3 separate regions of the Sus scrofa genome follow, and all the other regions are linked to region 2. Evidence: chromatin contacts called from public HiChIP or PLAC-seq data. All regions are on one chromosome and are shown on one strand. Each heading gives the region's core, a stretch centred on a gene start, on an enhancer-like site or on the middle of the called end of the contact. The rest is flanking DNA. Distances are from core to core; before and after follow the strand shown. Region 1 has its middle 450 kb from the start of SPRED2. Region 2 has its middle 170 kb from the start of SPRED2. Region 3 has its middle 410 kb from the start of MEIS1.

Region 1 (2,926 bases), core at 164-2,663, 280 kb after region 2:
GCTGTGGGTTGGGACCACATTTTATAATCTTGGACAGTGATCATTTTTAAGCAAAATTCTGCCTGTTGGCTATCTTACATGCAACATGATTTCATGAGGGAGTCCTGGTGTAAGTGTGGGAGGGCGGGGATGGGGGTCGGAGGATTCATTCTCCTATCTTTATTTAGGAGAAAGAGCCTTTGGTACTAGAATAAAGGCAGATTGTTCATTTAGACCCTAAGTCCTAATTCCAGGGAGTTTTCCACATGCTGAAAATGCTTAACTTTGAAAAGACAAGCTGAGGTCTTTTAATTTTGGGAATACTCCCACAACTGATGCTTGCCGTTTTGAAATTTTTGCAATCCTTAAATAATTGAATAATTTTGAATGGGTAGAACTGTTTGAACTTGTTATTTTTGGATATTCTTAAGCACTTCTCTTACAGTCTTAAGTCATCTTCTTTGGTTTAACCCAACATTTTTCAGTGTTGCCACTGTTAACATTTTGAGCCAAGCAGTTCTTCGCTGTGGGGGCAGTGCTGTGCATTGTAGGAAGTTTAATAGCATCACTGGCCTCTACCTGTTATGTTCTAGTAGTATACTCCTCCTCTCCCCCCACGTTCCCACAACCCATTGTGACAACCAAAAGCATTTATCAAAATTTGGCTGAATTTTGACATGGCCCACATGGTCCAGTTAAGAACTACTTGTTTATTAGTTCCTTCTGGGGGTTAACACAGGGAAGAGCTGACTGTGTCACATTATTTTGAACTCAGCTGTCATATGCCCAATCAACTGCAGGATGAGCTTCTTGCCCTCTTAGATGCTGGTTTAAAATGGCACTCTTGCAAACACAAATACAACCATATGGCGGAGTATTTGGGGAGCTCTTTTCTTTAGTTTACTCACACCTGGCACAGAATCATGGCAAAGTTATTTTAATGTCTTCAGGAACAAGGCATTAGTTATTCCCCAGTAGCAGCGCAGAGGGTGATATGGCTGAACACATGTCATATAATCAGATTTTTAAAACTCCAGCTCATCAATTGATGATGGTAATATGCTTGGGCATTGCCCATGTTGTTAACCTCAGCAATCAAAATAAAGTAATTATACTCATTACAGACCTCTCAAAACCCAGCTCAGTGTCCTTGTGCATGAGAGGCAAACTCTGCCACTGTCACTTCCCACAGTTCGGATACCACATAAAGGTTTTACTAGCTCATTATGGTGCCAGAGTAGTTACTGTGCAGGGAAAGGAGACTTAGAGGTGAGTCCATGAGGAGACTGATAGTCTTTTCATTTAGGAATGGCCTAACATGCTGGAAATAGTTTCAAGTAGCTGGCTGGGCCCGATGGCCTGGAACCAGCGATTTAAGGCACACCCAAGCCTAGTGAGCTGTGACTGTCCAAAGTGTTCTGGCTGACAGAGTCGGTCATCCGCTTGAGCCAGATTGCTGAGAGGGCATTAAAGGAAGAGCCAGTAAATGCACAGCTGTTGGAGACCTCTCTACCAGGAATTGAGGTGACAGTGTGCAGACCTGCAAGGTGGCCACATTTTATTACCAAATATCTTCAATGGACAGTCAGGCTAAGTGAGTAAAATGTGGTGATCTGAAACTAGTCATAGAAGCCTAGTTATTGAATCAGAAATGAATATACCATCAGATATGAGTGCTTGGATCTGGGAGCAGAGAATGGAAATTTGGATAACGGTTGAAAGAGTATTGTAGCTTGAAAATAGGGAAGAAAGGTAAAATATTGAAGCTGTTTCTGAAAGTTTTTGAAAACTGTAGTACTAAAAATTTGTTTGCAAGGATTACATTCATCTTGGCTTTGAATTTCTTTCATACTCTGACCCCAAAAAAGACAGCATACTTCCCAAATTTCCTTCTCTACAATTAATTAGACCATTGTGCATTACTTCAGTAGCCAAATGACATGTCAGGCCTAAAATAATATTCATAAAGCATTTACTATAAGATTGTTACAGCAGTAAGAAAAATGACTTAACTTAATCCACATCATAGCAGTAAAGGGGTGAATAGGGTGAAAGGTAGTAAAACAAAGGGACAGGAATTTGGCAAAGCCACCAAAATCCTGGGAAGACTTATGTGGTATAAAAATAACCATGGATCTGACAGACTAAACAATAAAATTGCTCAGCTAATTAGTATCTTACATTGAGCGACTTAAGTGAAGAGAAGTTGATGGGAATAATTGACAAATGCACACAAAAATTAACTCAGTACTCAAAACATTACAGAAATAGAAGGAAATTCAGGATTTGAAAAATTAAGATAAGTAATTCCAGGAAAAGCAAATAAAATATTCTTGGGCTTGACAATAGTACCAATTAGCTCTCACTGAGTGTGTTCCTCAGAGATGATGTGTGATTGAATTGTTGGCAAATGTTTTTGAAGTTCCTAATACTGAACAGGCTGCAGCTTTGTGGTTGTGAGAGAACCAAATGGGGCAGATGAGCCATGGGATTGTCAACCTATTGTCATATCTGAACAGGAGGTTACTGAAGCAATCCAAATAACAATTCACTAGAAAGCTGAAGGTTCTGACTTGCAAATAATCTAGTCCAAGAAGCTCCCAGTAACACATGACAGTATCACAAGATGTTTCCTGTAACTACCACGTCAGTCCGACATAAAGGTTGATTCATGACATCTGGAAACAGCTGGTTTTTACTGAAAGACAATGCAATTTCAAATTATGTTAAATATAGCCTGCTAATATGCTTACCTGCCACCCACAAATCATTGGCAGACATTTGGGGCTGAGAAGATTTCCTCACATTGTCAGAAAAATCAGGTTGTGACTAATAAACAGAAAGTGTGTTATAATTTGGACAAGGAGGTAACAACCATATCCTCAGAAGGGTCAAGGACAGTGAAGCCAATCAGAACTGTCTGAAACTATGGTTGTGGTTACTCAGA
Region 2 (3,050 bases), core at 546-3,045:
ATTTGTGGTCTCCGGAGGAGACAGTTTGGGGGGTGGGGGACGGGCTTGGGTTGTGGGATGGAAATCCTGTGTGATTGGATTGTTATGATCATTATACAACTACAGATGTGGTAAATACATTTGAGTAATAAAAAAATAGTTGATTGACAAAAAATAACCACTATACAAAGGGTATAGGATTTTATAGGCTGTGTGGAGCTGATAGTGCTAGTTAACACTTAACTAGTTGACACGTAGCTAACATAATCACTCTTATTATGTGCTGGGCACTGTTCTAAGAACTGAGTATACAGAAAGTTCTTAGGCTCCTTCAAACCTTATGAGGTAGGTACTATTATAAGCCTCACTTTACAGATGAGGAAACTGAGTGAAAGGATGTTTGTCTTGGCCAGTGTCCCTCAATGGCTTTTCTTTATATAGGCCTGATCACTGGTAGAGTTTAGTGGTAAAGAACAGTGTACTTGTGCCCTCCATCCTGGTTTGTCTCTCGGCTCCACAACTTATGTGATTCTCTAGGTGTTAAGTTGTTCAGCTGGTATAGCAAGGGAACTAGATAAATGCTCTCTCATTATTATTGTGACACTGCAGAAATTGCATTGACAAATACCTTGTATTAGTGTAACAGGATAGAGAATATAATTCACTGGAAATGGATAAAAGCAGTCATATTGGGAGAACTGTGCCCACGCAGGGAGTCATGGACACTGAGTGTGGTGTCTTTCTGATGAAAGAAATCCAAGATGACGCAAATAGATGGAAAGATATACCATGCTTGTGGATTGGAAGAGTTAATATTATCAAAATGACTATACTACCTAAGGCAATATACAGATTCAATGCAACCCCTATCAAATTACCAAGGACATTTTTTTACTGAACTAGAACAAAATATTTTGAAGTTTGTTTGGAAGCACAAAAGACCCAGAATAGCCAAAGACATCCTGAAAAAGAAAAATGGAGCTGGAGGAATCAGGCTCCTGGATTTCAGACTATACTGCAAAGCAACAGTCACCAAAACCATATGGTACTGGCACAAAGACAGAAACAGAGATCAGTGGAACAGGATAGAAAGTCCAGAATTAAACCCACGCACCTATAGCCAACTCATCCATGACAAAGGAGGCAAGGATATACAATGGAGAAAGGACAGCTTGTTCAATAAGTGGTGCTGGCAAAACTGGAGAGCCGCATGGAAAAGAATGAAATGAGAACACTCCCTAACACCATACACAAAAATAAACTCCAAATATGTTTTCTTTTTAATGTATCTTTATGTTGAGACTTGGTCACATGGGGGCCAGGATTTATGTGGGTTATGCTATGTATCAACTGAACTCAGTGACCAGTGCTGTCCTTTCCACCCATGACCTCATATAGGTATAAAGTGCTTTTTTAGCCCAGGACATTGGCAAGAGTGTCTGAAAACCATTCTAGAAGCAGACTGGTTGAGAGCCAACAACCAGTTACCTCTAGAACGACTGCCAGGTGTCAGAGGTGCTAGGAATATTTTTCAGTCTCCATGAGGAGTCACAGGCATCCAGTGATGCAGCCAGCCCTTACCACCTTGCAAGGGCCAACTGTGTGTTGATATTCCCAGCTCTGCCCTTCAGTGACATCACACTGGTAGGTTGAAATTGGCTGTGATGGAGAAATGTATATCATGGAAATTAGCAAATGCTGCAAATCAGAGGTTTTGTTTTGTTTTGTTTTGTTTTTTGTTTTCTCACTCAAGCTGGTTGTTAAATACCTACGAGCATACCACCACAGGCATCAGATTTCTCCCTCTTCTCAGTTCCAAAATTTCTTTTATTACCCAAGAGTATAAGGATCATGGTAACAAGAGGAGAATCCTGAGGAGAGAAAGCATTTCAATGCTGAAATTTTTTTTTTTTAATAGGTGGGCTAAATAGCAGTTCTCAGTTTTGAGAGGCTTTTTCAATGTTTTAATGCCTATTGATCTAATTTTGATATCCAACATTTTAGTAAAACACAGTGGATGTAAAATGATTGGATTTTTATGTTTAAATGGTGTGTGTGTGTGTGTGTGTGTGTGTGTATGAATGTTTGTGTAGTGGGAAAGACCTGGGCAGAAGGGAGCTAATATGTGGTAGAGTAGTTGTAGAAAAAAGAAATACATTTTGGCTAATTACTCCTCTATGGTTCACTCAGGTTTATTTTTGTTTTTTGGGGGGAGAGGGGACTTTTTGTACATTGACTTGTTATCTTTCCACTAGAATATTACAGGTAGAGAAGTGCAGTTTTTAAAACTGTATTTAATGAAAATCATACCCTGGGAGGAAAAAAGATTACTGAGTTGTTGTCCATGCAAGTTGAGTGCTATGTCAAGACTTCAGTTTTTCAATAAAGAGATTATCCTGTAGAATTGAGATAACTTTGGGAAGGAGTCAGAGTTTCACAGTTATGTGGTAGAAGTTTACTATTATCACTGGTTAACTCGAATTAACACAAGCATGTGATTCCAATGACATCAAGGGGAGTGTAAATGCTTTTGTTGTGTGACTCTTACTGATTGTGGAAGAACCAACTCTTGAGGAAAACAGACTTTGCAGCCATTGGAATATAATTATGTGCGTTTTGTTTGTTTTTACAGAACAGATGCAAGACAAAGAACATAGTATGAGATATCAGAATGTAATTTTGAAACATATGTTTCCAAAATTATGGAAACGTTGTGGATGATAAATAAATCCTTTCAGCCTCAGAGGGTACAGGCTTGTAAGGCCGAGGGAGGGCTGGGTGTTGGACAGGGAGGAACGTGGTTTAAGTAACAGGCTGAATGGTAAGCACATCAAAGCTATTAAAGCATAAAGCCCCAGATTTAAAAATGTGAGAGGCCAAAGATTATGTAGTGTGGTCTGACGGCTTTATAGAGCCCGTTTCAAATGAGGGCTAGAACAAAAGAATGTGTGATTGAAGCTCTTGAAGAGATTTATTTCAGCAGAGAGGCAAACATTTTGCTCTGATACCAATTAACCAGAAAAAAGCACCACGTCATAAATGCCAATATTAAAAATGTAAATCCCACACCC
Region 3 (2,928 bases), core at 319-2,818, 320 kb after region 2:
TGTAGCTCCACATTCCCTAGCAGAGTGCGTATTATATATTGACCCTCAATAAATATTTATTAAGTTACATTTGTCTCATCTTCAGAGCCTCCAGTAATTGAGAAGCAGCCATAGTCTGTCTCTAAGATGATATGAAAAGCCCTCAAAATAGAGTTTTACACTCTGTTTTATCAGAAAGACGCATAATGCCCTCAATATTCCTCTTTCTACGAACTAACAAAAAAATATCTAACAAAAGTATCAAGGGTCTGCTGTCTTGGACTCTTCTTTCCCTTCCCTCCCCTCCCCTCATCCCTTCCCCTTCCTTCCTTCTTTCCTTCCTTTCTCTCTCTCTCTTTCTTTCTTCCTATTCCCTTCCCTCCATTCTATTTCTGGGGATGTGGCTCATTGCCACCTTTTGCTTATACGGTCATGTCAGAACACTCCATCAAACATGGGTCAAACCAAAAAACTGCTTTTTTTCACACTCTGTGATCTTACCTTTCTATTAAATTATTGCAACTAAACTAGGAGCAGTGAAATGTTCTTTTGCACCCTTTTCATTTTTGTTCCTTTTCCAAAAAAACCCCGGTCATTATCATTGCATAGCTTCTTTTTCCTTGGAATCCTAGGATTTTTGCATTTCACCACTTGCTGCAGATTTCAGTATAAAAAGGTTGAACTTTGTTTGCTGAACGTTCTGAAATGTTCCTGATTGTAATATAATACACCAGTAATTAAATACTGATTTAGAGAGTAATTTTCCTGCGTGTCATTTCATCATCAAGGAAAAAAGACTGTTAAAGCCATCAATCTGTGGGGCCGTATGGTGCTAATATAAGGTTTTTATTAGAAACTTTTCATCCACCATTCTCGAACCATTTTATCAGCCCTTGGAATTTTCTCTAGCTTTGCCAAGGCTTCCCAGGGGAATCCTTGCAATGTCTTAATGGCTTGGAGACAGACAGGGTAATGCTCCTCACCTCAGGGTTTTCTTACATCTTCACATGTGCACTCTGTGTAGCCTCTGGGTCCAGGTAAAATGCTGGGACAGTTGCTGATTTGAAATGTGAGCCTCCCACACATCTGTTGAGGACAGTGACTATGGCAGAGAAAGTGACCCTCTCCAAGTTTTATTTGGGTCATAAAAATTCATGCTGTGCACCACCTCTTTAAGAATCTGTGCCATTAAATGTGGCTAGATCCAGAGTACACTCTGGAGGAAGCCAGAAAAGACATTAAAATGCTTAGTCTATGACACACTTCCTTATTTTTGTCATTTTGACATTTATGTGTTGTTTCATTAGGGATTTTTAAGAGAAGACCCTTTTTCGGCAAGAAGTTTTCCCCAGATCTCCATGAGAGTCAACAGTTTATAATCAAACAGCTGTCTGGTTTTCATTTCGCTGAGCTGGACCACCTGCCGGCTGTTAACCTCTGGAAGGTTATTATGATACAATTGTTGTTGTTGTTTGTTTAAAAAGTTTCAGAGCTCAAGGAAAATATTAGTAATGAGTTACTTAACCTGCAGTGTTTACTGTTCCCACTCAACTTGCAGATGGTGTCCCAATGGCCAGTGAGAGGGAGGGCTCATTGGAGGCCAACACTATTTTGCACTTGTTTTGGAGACGAACCATAAAAATAGGCTTGGCAGTGAGGATGACTGCCCTTGTGGGAGGAGGGGTGGGCAGGGTTACAAAAGCCTTTTAAAAGGAAACACAGCCTTCCTGATGACTGAGGTTGAAAGGCACATCTCAACATAACCCTTTAATTCAGCACACTGTAAACTTGAAGCTGAGGTTGGGAGATCAGTGGATCTTGTGAGCATGTGTGGTTCAGCCTCGGTGTTCTGAGGCTTGCTCACCATCTGCTTTCTTCACATGTGCACACTCCTCTGATGGGAGTGATGGCTGCAAATTCTCTCAAGCGGCTGTGTGGGTACAATTTCCTAAGCCTTATAAAAATCCAGCCCCTAGACAGTTCTGTGCAGGTTCTGATTCCAATGACCTACCTCTCCCTGGACCTGGGGGCTTGAGAGCATGAGCATAATTTGTAAAGGCGGGAACATCTCTGAGTGACTGGAGGGGATTTCCCTGCAGGGACCACAGAGGTCAGGGATTGGCTGGAATAGATGTTCCATGAAGATCAAGATTTCCTCTGTTTCCTTCCCTTCTTTATCCCCCCGGTCATTAGAACAGGGAGCAGCACATGGTGAAATGTGCTAAAATGTGAAAGGTTGAATGAATATCTTTTCTTTCTGTTTTCTGTTCACCTTCTTATTTATTCCCCAAGTAATGAGTAGTATGAATAATTGATAAATATGGTGACTCTCAGGATTTATATTACAAAACTTTTTTTTTCTGGCTTTCAGAGTTTCAGAACATTTAAGATGAAGATTTAGGCAAGATAGCATTTTGGGGCTGACTTTGGGGCTGTGTAAGGCAGAAGAGAATGGGAGAAAGGACTCCAGCTTTGGCTACAGACAGACTTTAGTTTGGAGCTGGACAATGTCTCTTTCTTACTCTGTGACCTTGGGTAAATTAATTAACCTCTCTGATTCTCAGTTTCATCATTTATAAAATGGGAATAATGATAGATATCCTATAGGTTCTTGTGTTAGAGACTGTATGGTAAAGGCCTGACTCAGGACAGAGGAGCTAAAAATAGTAATAATAATAGGAATAATATAATATATGAGTTCCTCTCATGGCTCAGTGGTTAATGAACCCTTCTAGTATCCATGAGGACACAGGTTCGAGCCTTAGCTTGCTCAGGGGGTTAAGTATCCAGCATTGCTATGAGCTGTGGTGTGGGTTGCAGACCTGGCTCGGATCTGGCATTGCTGTGGCTGTGGTGTAGGCCAGCAGCTATAGCTCAGATTCAACCGCTAGCCTGGGAACTTCCATATGCCCCGGGTACGGCCCTAAAAAGACAAAATAATAATAATAA

The links. HiChIP or PLAC-seq counts read pairs in DNA pulled down with a chosen protein or histone mark.
Region 1: a contact with region 2 is called in an H3K27ac HiChIP or PLAC-seq map of skeletal muscle. The contact joins two enhancer-like sites. A contact is called at or near these places in 1 of 47 Hi-C or Micro-C datasets (epiblast stem cells) and 1 of 2 datasets of contacts at active chromatin or transcription factors (skeletal muscle).
Region 3: a contact with region 2 is called in an H3K27ac HiChIP or PLAC-seq map of skeletal muscle, with 3 times the contacts expected there. The contact joins two enhancer-like sites. A contact is called at or near these places in 1 of 47 Hi-C or Micro-C datasets (embryonic fibroblasts) and 1 of 2 datasets of contacts at active chromatin or transcription factors (skeletal muscle).

Annotation. Positions count from the first base shown.
Region 1 is chr3:76,077,433-76,080,358 of Sscrofa11.1, reverse strand. No RefSeq gene overlaps it. Among named protein-coding and RNA genes, the nearest start is that of SPRED2, 450 kb to the left of the region's middle. Within about 2 kb of position 1,413, at least 2 of the 83 cell types and tissues checked have an H3K27ac peak or open chromatin away from gene starts, as enhancers often do. A contact at or near this core is called in skeletal muscle, where this site is marked.
Region 2 is chr3:76,359,591-76,362,640 of Sscrofa11.1, reverse strand. No RefSeq gene overlaps it. Among named protein-coding and RNA genes, the nearest start is that of SPRED2, 170 kb to the left of the region's middle. Within about 2 kb of position 1,795, at least 1 of the 83 cell types and tissues checked has an H3K27ac peak or open chromatin away from gene starts, as enhancers often do. A contact at or near this core is called in skeletal muscle, where this site is marked.
Region 3 is chr3:76,036,296-76,039,223 of Sscrofa11.1, reverse strand. No RefSeq gene overlaps it. Among named protein-coding and RNA genes, the nearest start is that of MEIS1, 410 kb to the right of the region's middle. Within about 2 kb of position 1,568, at least 10 of the 83 cell types and tissues checked have an H3K27ac peak or open chromatin away from gene starts, as enhancers often do. A contact at or near this core is called in skeletal muscle, where this site is marked.